Regions from separate parts of the Arabidopsis thaliana genome. Here region 1 is linked to region 2. A link is a contact called in public capture Hi-C data. All regions are on one chromosome and are shown on one strand. The core of a region is the stretch at or near the end of the contact, and the rest is flanking DNA. Distances in the headings are between cores, read along the strand shown.

What was found. Capture Hi-C pulls out chosen DNA fragments and counts their contacts.
Region 1: a capture Hi-C map of shoot shows a contact between it and region 2, with 3 times the contacts expected there. The contact joins the promoter of NADP-ME2 here to the promoter of EMF1 in region 2. A contact is called at or near these places in 1 of 26 Hi-C or Micro-C datasets (root), 1 of 2 datasets of contacts at active chromatin or transcription factors (shoot) and 2 of 3 other capture datasets (root and shoot).

The regions. Positions count from the first base shown.
Region 1 is chr5:3,751,011-3,756,768 of TAIR10.1, forward strand. It overlaps NADP-ME2 (NADP-malic enzyme 2), which reads left to right and starts at 3,081. Exons shown (of 19, transcript NM_121205.4): 1 at 3,081-3,588; 2 at 3,797-3,917; 3 at 4,014-4,088; 4 at 4,203-4,354; 5 at 4,430-4,535; 6 at 4,632-4,697; 7 at 4,797-4,892; 8 at 4,987-5,058; 9 at 5,152-5,235; 10 at 5,336-5,434; 11 at 5,524-5,571; 12 at 5,658-5,711. The coding sequence starts at 3,446.
Region 2 is chr5:3,690,633-3,697,077 of TAIR10.1, forward strand. EMF1 (embryonic flower 1 (EMF1)) reads left to right here and starts at 5,160. Exons shown (of 8, transcript NM_121191.4): 1 at 5,160-5,533; 2 at 6,427-6,445.

The DNA of each region.
Region 1 (5,758 bases), core at 1,831-4,330, 58 kb after region 2:
TTCAGCAGTTTTGAAATTATATACCCGAACCGACACGAACCCGATTAGACCTGAACCAAAACCAAACCGATACTTTAGATTTACCCTATTAAATGCTAAACTTCTTTACTCGAAAGACACATACCCGATCGGATTTTACCCGATCGGATTTTACCTGAACCTGACCAGCATACCCGAATACCCAGCCCTAATTTCAGTAATTAAAGAGAAAGAAACCCAAAGCATAATAGCGACTGAGTATATCATGTAATGTGTTATATCCCTCACATGCAACCAAAGCATGATATTGACTGACTAGCGAGCATATATTAAAATGGAAATCTATGGTATATGGCATAATATCGAAAATCTAGTATTAAAGAAGAAAAACAACAAAAAAAAACTAATAAAGTAAACACAAATACAACTAGCAAGTAAAAAACAAGCGTCAATTGAGTCCAACAAAAAAAACATGCGTCAATTTAAAAGGAATTTATTGGGAGGAAATCTTCCCAAAAGAGCGATGATCGCCTAAAAACTGATGCGATTTTGGTTTGGATACGTAGTTGGCACGAGCATACGATCCAAGACGAGTCTCAATAACTTACATCACGCGAAGTCACTGAAACCGTTCAAAGCAGTGATCGCTGTGGAACTTGTTTTAATTTGTATTTACCATCATGCCGCTATCAAACTTGTGCACCATTCTAGAGAAGATAATGAGTAATGACAAACAAGTAGAGTATTGTTACATGAATGTTGTTTGATTTCCAGTACAGAAATCATGGCGTTTATTTAGGTTCAATTGTTATAGGTTTTGCTCACAAATTGCTTGAAAGTATCACATGAACTTGTCCTCCTCCTTTGATCATAACTTTGTTGTAAAGTCTAAGTTTGATAGCGGGCCATGCCATTAAATACACGGACGCAGGGGTTTGGTGTCATTAAAGTAAATCCTCGTATTGTTTTATGTCTTGTTCGTTTAAGTTTCTAATTTGTGATCAGAAGAAAAAATAAAAACTCATAACAGGGAACTATAATTAAAACTAAAGAAGATTTAACGTACATTGATTTTACACAGTAGATTTAGTTTTCTTTTGTAAATACACATTATATATTTTTATTCAACGAAAACAATATCAATTGTCTCTACAAAAACCAACGGCCAGTACTCTTTTGCCCTAAAAAGACCGTAACCCTAATTTTCACACAGAGAATCTAACGATTCAAAACAGGAAAAAGAGTTAGTGATCACGAAATGGAGAGAGAGAGAGATATATAGTCAGACATGTTTTATTTAACTGTGTTTTAGAGCTGAACTGGATCTCAGCTAAACACAAAAAATTTCAAGAAAGTTTAATCTTAATCGTATAATCGAAACAAATTCCTTTCCGGTATTACCGAAACAAAGAAGCCATCATAGCACTCAACTTGACAACATATCGCTTACGAAATCTTCCCATGGTCTCAAACACATCCTCGGAAGCATACGCTAAATCTCTAGATTCACTTGACAACAAAGACGGCAAAAGCTTCATCGCAATGGCTATGGATCTTCTTCCTCAGTTTCTGCATACTGACATGTCATGCATCGGTATGTGAGGATTTCTCATGAGGGACTCTTTCATTGGTTGGTGATAGGCTGATAGCTAGGGTCGATTCTAGATGATGGATTTATTATTAGTAATATAGGTTTTATTTAATTGTGTCTTCTTTACCAAACTCGAAATTTAAAAAAATCTCAGATAAGAGCTAAGCTGAACTGGATCTCAGCTAAACACAAAAATCTTCAAGAACCTTTTGTCTAAGTACAGTTCTAGATATGTAGATTTATGATTTACAATTTCTAGATTCATAAATTAAGCTTCTACAAAACGGGCGCTTGTACATTTTCTAACTATTTTTCTTATAACTTGCTTATGTTTTCCATATATTTTGCATAGTTTTTTTCAACTTGTTTTCTTTTAATCTTATTTCAAAAAATTAAACATATCATTAGATATAAGCTTTTTCCACTTAGAATGTCGCATAACTACTTACTTTTTAGAAATATTTCTACTAAACCCAAATAGGGTAAAAGGGGATAACGCTGATACCACTTTAAATTTCTAATCTAAAGGTGACGTTTTATTATGACAGAGAAAATACGAAATAGACGATATTATGTTATATAGCAAGCCTTTTGACTTTATAGAAGTGAGAAGCGAGGATTAAGGGGTCAAAAAAATGAAACATATATAGAAAGTAAACTTTGAAAAATATAGGAGTTGGTGAAGAAAATGAACATGTTGGAGTCGAGGATTCCCTAATATGTTCTAGAAAATATGAGCTTTTAGCAACTATAAACGCGTCTTGGTCCATCTTAGCTTACTTTTTGTATGAACGCAAGACAAATATTGGAATGACTGCAAAATAAAAAAAAAGCGAAAACCAAATATTGGTCAATCGAAAAGTAAGTGGAGACAATAAAAGGCGAGCAAGAAAACCTCAATGCTTTCTTATTTTAAAACTATTGAAATTCACTGCAAAACAAAAACAAAAAAAATGCTTATTTCAAATCGGACATATGTGCTTACGACTAATGAATAATTAATTCAATCCATGCACTAGCAGCAATCCTTATCCATGATCGTTAAATTAAATTATTACTAATAGACTTTAAGCATTCCTTACACTAATAATGACAGTTTGGTACCTATTTGAGGTGGGTTTTTACTATTACATACACTAAAAATGACAGTTCGGTACCTATTTGAGGTGGGTTTATTCTCTGTAATAGTTTATTTGAAAATTTCACTCTTCTTAAATTAGTATTAAAAAAAATCTTGTTGACTTATATAAATTCAAGTTGGGGGGTCCAATATGGCTGCCAAGTTTGATCCTCCGACAACATTCCCGCAGCCTCAAATACAATTATTTGTTTTTTTTTTCCCTTTGATTTGTGACATTGTACAATTATTATGATTTGTTTCTATTATCATCGTATATTCGTACATTTAAAAAAATAAAAAAAAGGGGAAAAGAATCATTTACATAAATAACAATTCATAATGTAATATCGCACCGAGTTTTATAGAAGTCTACACATATCTAATCTCAAAATGAAAGTGGCTTACATGTTTCTTAAACTTTTATTAAATTTGTTATATGTTTGGTGGGAAAAAATAACCAATAATGAAAAAGTGAAAGTTGTCTACACGAGGTAATGGATGAAGAGAGGGACCTACGACGAAGGATGACTCCGTCCACGTTCTTCTTCACTGTTTGACAATAAGCTCCAATTTTCAGACTTTTCATTTCAAACTTGTGGGTCTCATTTTCCTCTGGCCTATATAAATCCACTATCCTCCACTTCTGTCTTTCATCATCATTCCACATAAACAAAATATCTTCTTGCTCATTATTCATCATCAATCTACTACTCCGTAAACTTTGCTTCCTCTGTTTGTATTAGCTCAGAAGAGATATGGGAAGTACTCCGACTGATTTACCCGGTGAGGATGTCGCCGATAACAGATCCGGCGTCGGCGGTGGTATTTCTGACGTCTACGGTGAGGATTCCGCCACCTTGGACCAGCTTGTCACCCCTTGGGTTACCTCTGTCGCTAGGTGAGTCAACCCACCTTTAGATCTCAATCATACCCTTTTGTTTTACTTTTTGTGATCCATCACAATTGCTTCAGCTAAGTAAAGTTTGCTTTTTTAAGTTTCTAAACTTACCAACTTCTGTGAAATATGAACTTAGTGTTTCTTCTTGTTAAAGTTCCGATTTTTCTGTGGGGCTTATAGTGGATTGAAATGTTTTTGTTTTGTTCAGTGGCTACACATTGATGCGTGATCCGAGATACAACAAGGGACTTGCGTTTACTGATAAAGAAAGAGATGCTCATTACTTAACTGGTCTTCTTCCCCCTGTGATTTTGAGTCAGGATGTTCAGGTAACTTGAGGTTTTATATAAAAGAACTCACTTTTGTTTAGTTTTTGAGTTGGGTTTTGTCTGTGTTAACTTCTGTTTTGTGGGTGATTTTATTAGGAGAGGAAGGTGATGCACAATCTCCGTCAGTACACTGTTCCTCTGCAGCGTTACATGGCCCTGATGGATCTTCAGGTCAGTGATTGTTCTTCGAATTCATGTTTAGTAGAGTAGAGAATGTGTCCAAAGCTTTGTTTGGTTAGTTTTTCTTTTCTTACAACTGGTGGCTTATGTATCTGAATCTTGCAGGAAAGGAACGAGAGGTTGTTCTACAAGCTTTTGATTGATAACGTTGAGGAGTTGCTTCCAGTTGTGTACACACCAACAGTTGGTGAGGCTTGCCAGAAGTATGGGAGCATTTTCAGGAAGCCACAGGGTCTCTACATCAGTTTGAACGAGAAGTGTGTTTTAAAATCTCTTTAACCAGGTCGGTTCCATTTTGTTTCTTTAAACTAATGTGAATGGATGTTCTTTAGGGGCAAGATTCTTGAAGTTTTGAAGAACTGGCCCCAGAGAGGAATCCAAGTTATTGTTGTTACTGATGGTGAGCGGATTCTCGGTCTGGGAGATCTTGGTTGCCAGGTAATAAATAAGTTCTTGAGTTACACTTGAAACTTAAACATTTTGTGTTGAAAGTTCACATCTATCATCTGTTTGAACGATTTCAATATTTTCCAGGGAATGGGAATTCCAGTGGGGAAACTTTCTCTTTACACCGCTTTGGGAGGAATCCGTCCATCAGCTGTAAGCACTAGAACAAAAGCTGCTCTAGAAATTGGTTCTACTTGATTGATAACTCAATAACTGTTTTGATCCTAAATGAAAATCGGCTTTCAAATGCAGTGTCTTCCAATCACCATTGATGTGGGTACAAACAATGAGAAGTTGCTAAATGATGAATTCTACATCGGTCTTAAACAGCGAAGAGCAACTGGCCAGGTTTACTAATCAATTCCTATCAGTGTTTTCTCTTCTTATAGCAAATACTATGATTTTTCAAAAACTGAGAAGTCTATTTGCTTTTGTGATTCAGGAATATGCTGAATTCCTGCACGAATTCATGTGCGCTGTAAAGCAGAACTATGGAGAGAAAGTGTTGGTTCAGGTGAGCCATAGGATACTCTCTTAAGAACTATGATTGTTGTCAGAACTACGATAAAAGATGTCCGGAATTAATATCATACACTCATCTTTTCAGTTTGAAGATTTTGCAAACCACAATGCGTTTGACCTTTTGTCTAAGTACAGTGATAGCCATCTTGTCTTCAATGACGATATCCAGGTAGCATCTTCTCCTCAAGATTGATCTTTTTTTTCTTAAATTTTTGGTTGTGATGTCAGAGTGCTTACCAAGAACTTGATTTTGTTTTCTGTAATTGCAGGGTACTGCATCCGTGGTGCTTGCTGGGCTTATTGCCGCTCAGAAGGTGCTTGGTAAAAAACTGGCTGACCATACCTTCCTGTTCTTGGGTGCCGGAGAGGTGAGACCAGAAAGCATTATACTCTATAAGCTTATAATTCTTACATTTATTTTTTGCTGCTTACACTTTATCTCGCTGATTCTTTGAAGGCTGGAACCGGTATCGCTGAGCTAATTGCTCTTAAGATTTCGAAAGAGGTTAGTCAATCTGGGAGTTTTCTTGCATTTGATCTGTTTTTTGGCTAAGAGTATGTGATTGATCATATCTGTTTTTTTTTTTGTAGACTGGAGCTCCCATCACTGAGACCCGGAAGAAGATTTGGCTTGTGGACTCCAAGGTATTGTTAGGCGCCAACCACCAAGATCAGTCTCATCTTTTTTAGCT
Region 2 (6,445 bases), core at 3,910-6,409:
AGTTTATTTTGCAACCAAAAAAAATGTAATTAAAGAAAAACAAAAAAAAACAATGATTTAAAGATTAAAAACGAGAATTATTTTGTAAAATCTTAAATCTCAATATGTAATATATACAACATCTGACTTGGTCAATTACATTTAACTATATCAATGATGTATGTGTCTGTGTGTTTCTTTTTTCAGAAAACAAAGATGCGCTGGATCGTGTGGCTCAGAAGATATGCTTTTTTGGGTTCAAACCAAGATTTTAGGTAATGGCTTAAAAATAGGGTATTCGCCTAGGGATATTGAACAACCTGTCATTATTTAAATCTTACTATCAGATATTGCCTTATGCTCTATGTCGAGACTATAGATTAAATGTTAGAATAATGTGGTTTTATTTATTGAAAATTTAAACAACGGTAAATAAATTGATTTACTTAAAATTGTACCACCAAATTTGTTGAGGGTTTTTCTACATAAACACTACTTCTCTAGAAATATTGTAGTAAGATTAATTTACATAATTTTTAAACCTAATACTAAGAAAGAGCATGACAATTTTTTCTTGATTCGACCACCATCTTCATTGGATCGGTCATTGGTGACATGTTTATACCATTTTAAGATGAAAAATATTATTTCCCCAAATTTATACTCAAAATGGATTTGAAATGTTATTAAAACTCCAGCATAATAAAATAAAACAAAACCATAACTTTTTGCGTAATTAATCATGATCATTTTTTGAGTATTGGTTTTTAATTCCTTAGATACCCATAATGCATTTTATTAATTAAAAAGTGATTATATATAACTTAAAAAAATCAAAAAAACTATTATGAATATAATTTTACTATGAATTTAAATGTAAGAAAGTAAAGTTACAGTAATTTTGAAAAAGGGGTATTCCAGATCTCTAGTGTATATCTCTTATAGGCTTTTAGCATTTATTTGGTTTTCATAACTAAAATGCTATGAAAAAATTAGTATTTTAAAATATAAGATATAAAGATCATGGACGTAAGAAAAAGATATATAATTTTTTTTAATCAATGTAGTTCACATTTAGTGAATATATATTTTTAAATTATTGAAGTTCTGGTAAGAAATAAATATTATAAACAAAATCTAAAAATATATGATTTAAACAAAGCTTTTAAACATTCTCTGGTAATTTTTCTTTTAGCATTAAAGATATGATGCACACACACAAAACACGAACACAAGCGGGAATTTTCATGTTTTGGTGATGGGTTTTGGTGGAAAGTTGGAGTTAACTGATATCATCGTGGTTTGAGGGCTTACGTTGCCACCATAATTACGACCTAGTAGTATCTTCAAACGACAGCTTTAGTTTGATAAAATCATGTATACGTACGTAACAAACACACACATGCATGCATTATCATTATGCATCTGAAAAAAAAATCTAATGATTAGCGAAACAAAAGCTAGCTAGATGATATTGAGGTAGCTAGCTTACGATTTCTCATACACAAAAATCATTTAACGTTGTTCACAGTAGCTTCCACAATTGATTTATATTCTTCTCCTCTTCTTTTTTAATAAAACATGTTACATGTTTCTTACAATAACATTAAGTGTTATCCGTCCGAATCCGGAATCCATCATGAATTCTTGGTTAAGTGAAATACTATTGAAGTTCTATTATATATTTGTTTCCGGTTGGTTTTTATGCTTACACATGTTTGTGCATTTTTTCGTTATGTGAAATTAACAATCTTTCTTTAGCATCTAATCAAAATTAACTGGTAAATCTTCAACACAAAAAGCCAAGCACGAACGAGTACATATCGTTTGCTTTGCGTTTGGCGTTTATGTTTCTTTTAAAACAGAATGCAATAATTAAAGTCACAGTCCTCATTTCCGGAAAAGAAATTTAGAGGTTGGCGATGAGTTTAGTGAGATCATATGGATCGAAAACTATGAATTTAATTGATATACAAACAGATTAATGTGTGGACCATCTCGAGAACCAAACATATCGTTGATAAGTGTTTCGTCTAGCAGCTAACACATTTCAACATAGTGAACCGTACGCAACCTGGGTGTCTAAACGTATCACACCCATTATATTTTCTATCTAGCTCGAATGCTTATAAGGAATTTCAATGGCCCACAGAGAATGCGTGTATAATTAAATACGTGTTTTTCCAATATCTGAATAGTCTTTATATGGCCCACGAAGCAAATCAACAGGCAATATTACCACTCTTACTTGATTAATGAGCATTTTTATTTTCAAGTCTGCCTCTAAAGTGATCTCTTCGTATCTGGTGTTCACCCTTAAGCTGAAGAAACTCTTATCATCTAACACTTCTTTATAATTACGAAACTTCAGATATTCGATATACTGTTGTTTTAGCTTTAGAATCAATCGTTGATGTATATGTGAAAACATATATAGGTCATTAGTATTGATTCAGAACTAATTAATTTTCCAAAATAAACATCAAGTGAGCTTTCTTCACAGAATGTATCTAACATTTTTTTTTTTTGGGTAAAATCTAATATTTTGTTGTCGATGAATAAAAAGACTTCCAAGGTTCCAACATTAGGTTCATCGGGTTATTAAATAATCGCTGATAATAGATACATCTAATAGAGAACTTAGGTTAATTTAACAAATAAAAAATGGTTAACCAAGTGAGATAAGTTATCATCTAATGGACGTATCAACAATTAAAGCCAAACGATTGTGGTTCCCAACTGAAGTTATGAGTTGAAAATTAAGTATTTTTATAACGGAGATCAAACGAACTCAAAGGAATTTGTAACATAATATAATGAATGATACACATCGATGCATGAAAGTGAGTATATAAGCATATAAATACATGAATAAATAGATATGATGATGTTGGGGTGTGTGTAAGAAGTAAAAATCCAAGAGTTAAAAAGGGGAGAGAGAGAGAAGGTTGATGTGGTTGTCGAGATGCTAACAGAGAGGCACATGCAAAGCTTAAATGATGGTATCGCTGGTGGCCAAAGCATCTCCTTAAAGCTGTCCTTTTTCATCTTAAGTCCTCTTTTTTTATTTCCCCTTTGCTACCGCTTCACTCTTTCTCTCTCTATATTTTGCATACATATATTTATATACTAATGTGTTAATCAACTTGTGTAATATACCTTACTTATGTGCAGTTGTGCACGTATGCAGACCTAAAAGTGTATCAATTAATTTATATATATATATATAAATATAATCTCCTTTTTTTGAGTTACAAATACGTTTGAAGATAATATTCAAAACTATGTGAATCTTGATTTATACGGTCGAGAAAAAATGTTAGGTTGGTTGAAGATAGGTTCCGTTCCGCCCTTAATATATCTTATACAAAAAGATAAGATCATTACGAATATGTGCTCAATTCCTTTTCCATAAAGTTGGGTATTAAATTATGAATATTATCTAGAAATTTTAGAGGGGTGTATATAGTGTGCTATTTTCGTGATAAAAGTAAATAATGCATCCAAAATTCAAAGTGGATCATTAACACGTTTTGGTATATACATCACAATTTGTCAAACCCGTAATTAATTGCGCCAAACAAGAAAAAATGATCTTATGGGGCAAAAGTAAATCACATATATGGCAGTGGGAAGAAAAAAGGAGATTATATTTTTCCCCTAAAATAGACTAAAGTAACAAACCTAAATTTCTCTGGAAAGAATTATATCATAAAACCTCGAAGCCGACAAAAACTAAGAAAAAAAAAAACAATTTACCGAAGAAAGAATATTATTAAAAAATACAGGAACAAGGAGAGAGAAATGTGTTATAAAGGATAAAGCCCACTAAAGGTCATTCACTTATCTAACTGTATACTATTATTTTCTTCGAGGCAATATATAAAATTTACTTGATCTAGTAATTTATTTTCACTAAGGTTTAGTATTCTTATACATTTGTATAATAGTTAACACAACTTAACGATACTTACTTCTAATATGTATCAACACGTACGTACAGAGCCACGTAAAGAAAAAAAACACACACACAATCGCTGTCGAACAGTTAAATCCCGAATCTAGATTTGTATTAGTTATCTAATCGTATTATTGTTAATTCCGAAAGTAGAGTCAACATCCAATTAATTGCTTTATCAAATATCGAATATGCAAAAGGTCTAAAGAAAAACAAAGTTTTTTTTTGTTGTTAAACTTTGCTTACATCATAGGTATCCCATTAGGTTGGTGTACCATGTGATGATTCTACCACCGAAAAAACAGAAGCCAATATTAAAAAATACATCTATATAGTACATGTACAATAACAATAATTAAGGATTATTGTATTATATTTTAAGAAAAAAACTAAATAGGGTTATGTGAACCAGACTTTTTTTAACACTTTTACTGTGGTAAACTTTGGAAAGGGAAAAAAGAGTGTTAGGGTTAATATATGTATATATAATTCATTTATTGGGGAAATGGGCTCATCTAGGGTAACATCACCTACCCATACAATTTTATCATGCTTTTAGGGCTTTTATTTATCTCACTGGTCCCTCAATTCCTCCACTCTCTCTTCCCTTCGCGTGAACAACACGCTCCAATGTCTCCCCTTCGTATGTGCCGACGCTCCTTACCTCTCCGCGCCACGGACGAAACGTGCCCACACGCGAAAAGTAAACGCCGTGACATCCACGCGCCTAGGGTTTTCTTTTCATCAGGACACAAGTGAAAAATGGGTTGTGATAAGAACCGCACATTGCGGCCACGTGGTTAATTCTCATTGGTTTCTTGTGCCCCATCCTATCACACACAAAAACGTCTAATACGATTTAAATAAAAATCGGGTTCTTTCCTAATATAAAGAAAAACACTGAGATCTTTTACTTAATCTTGTTGTTTAATTTCTGGATACTGTTCCCCTAAGCCAGCTATTTTCTACTAATGCTCAGATTTCTTTCTTAACTAAACATATGCATAAAATTTTCTCCTTTTATTCACTTTTGACAGATACAGAGATACAAAGAACAGATACAGAGATGTACAAATACAGATACGTGTACACAATAGAAGTAAAAAGATACGTAACTTTGTTTCGTGTAATTGGAAATAGGCAGACCAGATGGTGACATGGCATTGTCATGTTCCATAGATGAGTTGTTCTTTTTTTAATATAAAATTATTACAATAAATTAATAAAAAGATTATTTTATTGAAATTAAAACCCTTATATCGACGCAAAGCCAAACAAAAAAAAAACCCTCATTTCAAGGATAAGAGAGCTCCACTTTCTCTCTCCTCTCCTTTCTCCAACAGTCTCTCTCTACAAGCCATAGGAAAAAAAAAAAAGTCCCCCTTTCTCTCTCCCTCCCCTTTCGTCTTAGGGTTTCTCGAAAATTCGCAGTCAAATTCTACTCATCTCCCGACGAATCCATCCTTCAAGCTCATCTAATCTTCTTCTCCGTAGCTTTCTCAATCTACCGATATAGTTTTTATCCCTTGCCGCTTAAGATCGAGCTCGAATCTCGCAACCCCTTTTAATCCCTAATTTCTGGTCGGATTAACCCAGGTGCGTTGTTTCCGACATGAATCTCAGATGTGTTTCGATTTAAGGTTTGAGCTAAGGTTTGATCTTGTTGGGTTGAGATTTGGTCTGACTTGTAGCTGACTTCGTGTCTTTTAAGCTTCACTGTTCATTTATACGTCTATCTTCCTCGGAAACTCTTGATGTTCTTACTTTTTTTTTTTTTTTTTTTTTTTGGGGTTTCGTCTTCACGGACTATTCACGTGCGGATAGATCTGACCCGTATTAATTGGTGGGTCTTGGTTAATCTTTGTTAATCACATACGGTTAATTTAAGTGGTTTATTATCTTTTAATTTTGTTCTAATTTTGATTTTAAACCCTAAATTACGCTGATTAATAATTTGACCTTTCTTGGGTTTTGTAATTCCGAAATTATATTGAATCTGGTCCGATCTTCTTTTTTCTTTTGCTGGTCATGTAGATAAGGTTACAGCTTTGGGGTTTCTCGTCTGTCTGAAAAACCCTAATTTTAGGTCGTCTAAGTTTAGGTTTACTTACATGTTAATTGTTAAATGTATAAAATTCACTTGCACGATTAATTTTTTGTTATATTAGCGTAATTGAATTGAGATGCTAGTATAGAATTTCATTCTTGATTTTATGTAGACCTTAGGGTTTAATTTTTTTTTATTTGCCGTGTAATTGTGAAGTTTGATGTTGGTTATGAATGTTATTTTATGTGGGATATTCATGTGAAATGCTTTAACACTATGTTATAGATTAGTTATATTTATTGCTTGAATAAATTTAGAGTTATATTTGGTGTCGTATATATGGAAAGTTAAGATTTATGTCTTGATATACAACAATAATGTGATCATTAAGCACAATTATACGATGTGTTATATAACTTGTTTTGATGTGTTGCTTTTGTAGCTCTAGTTGCGGAGAGAGT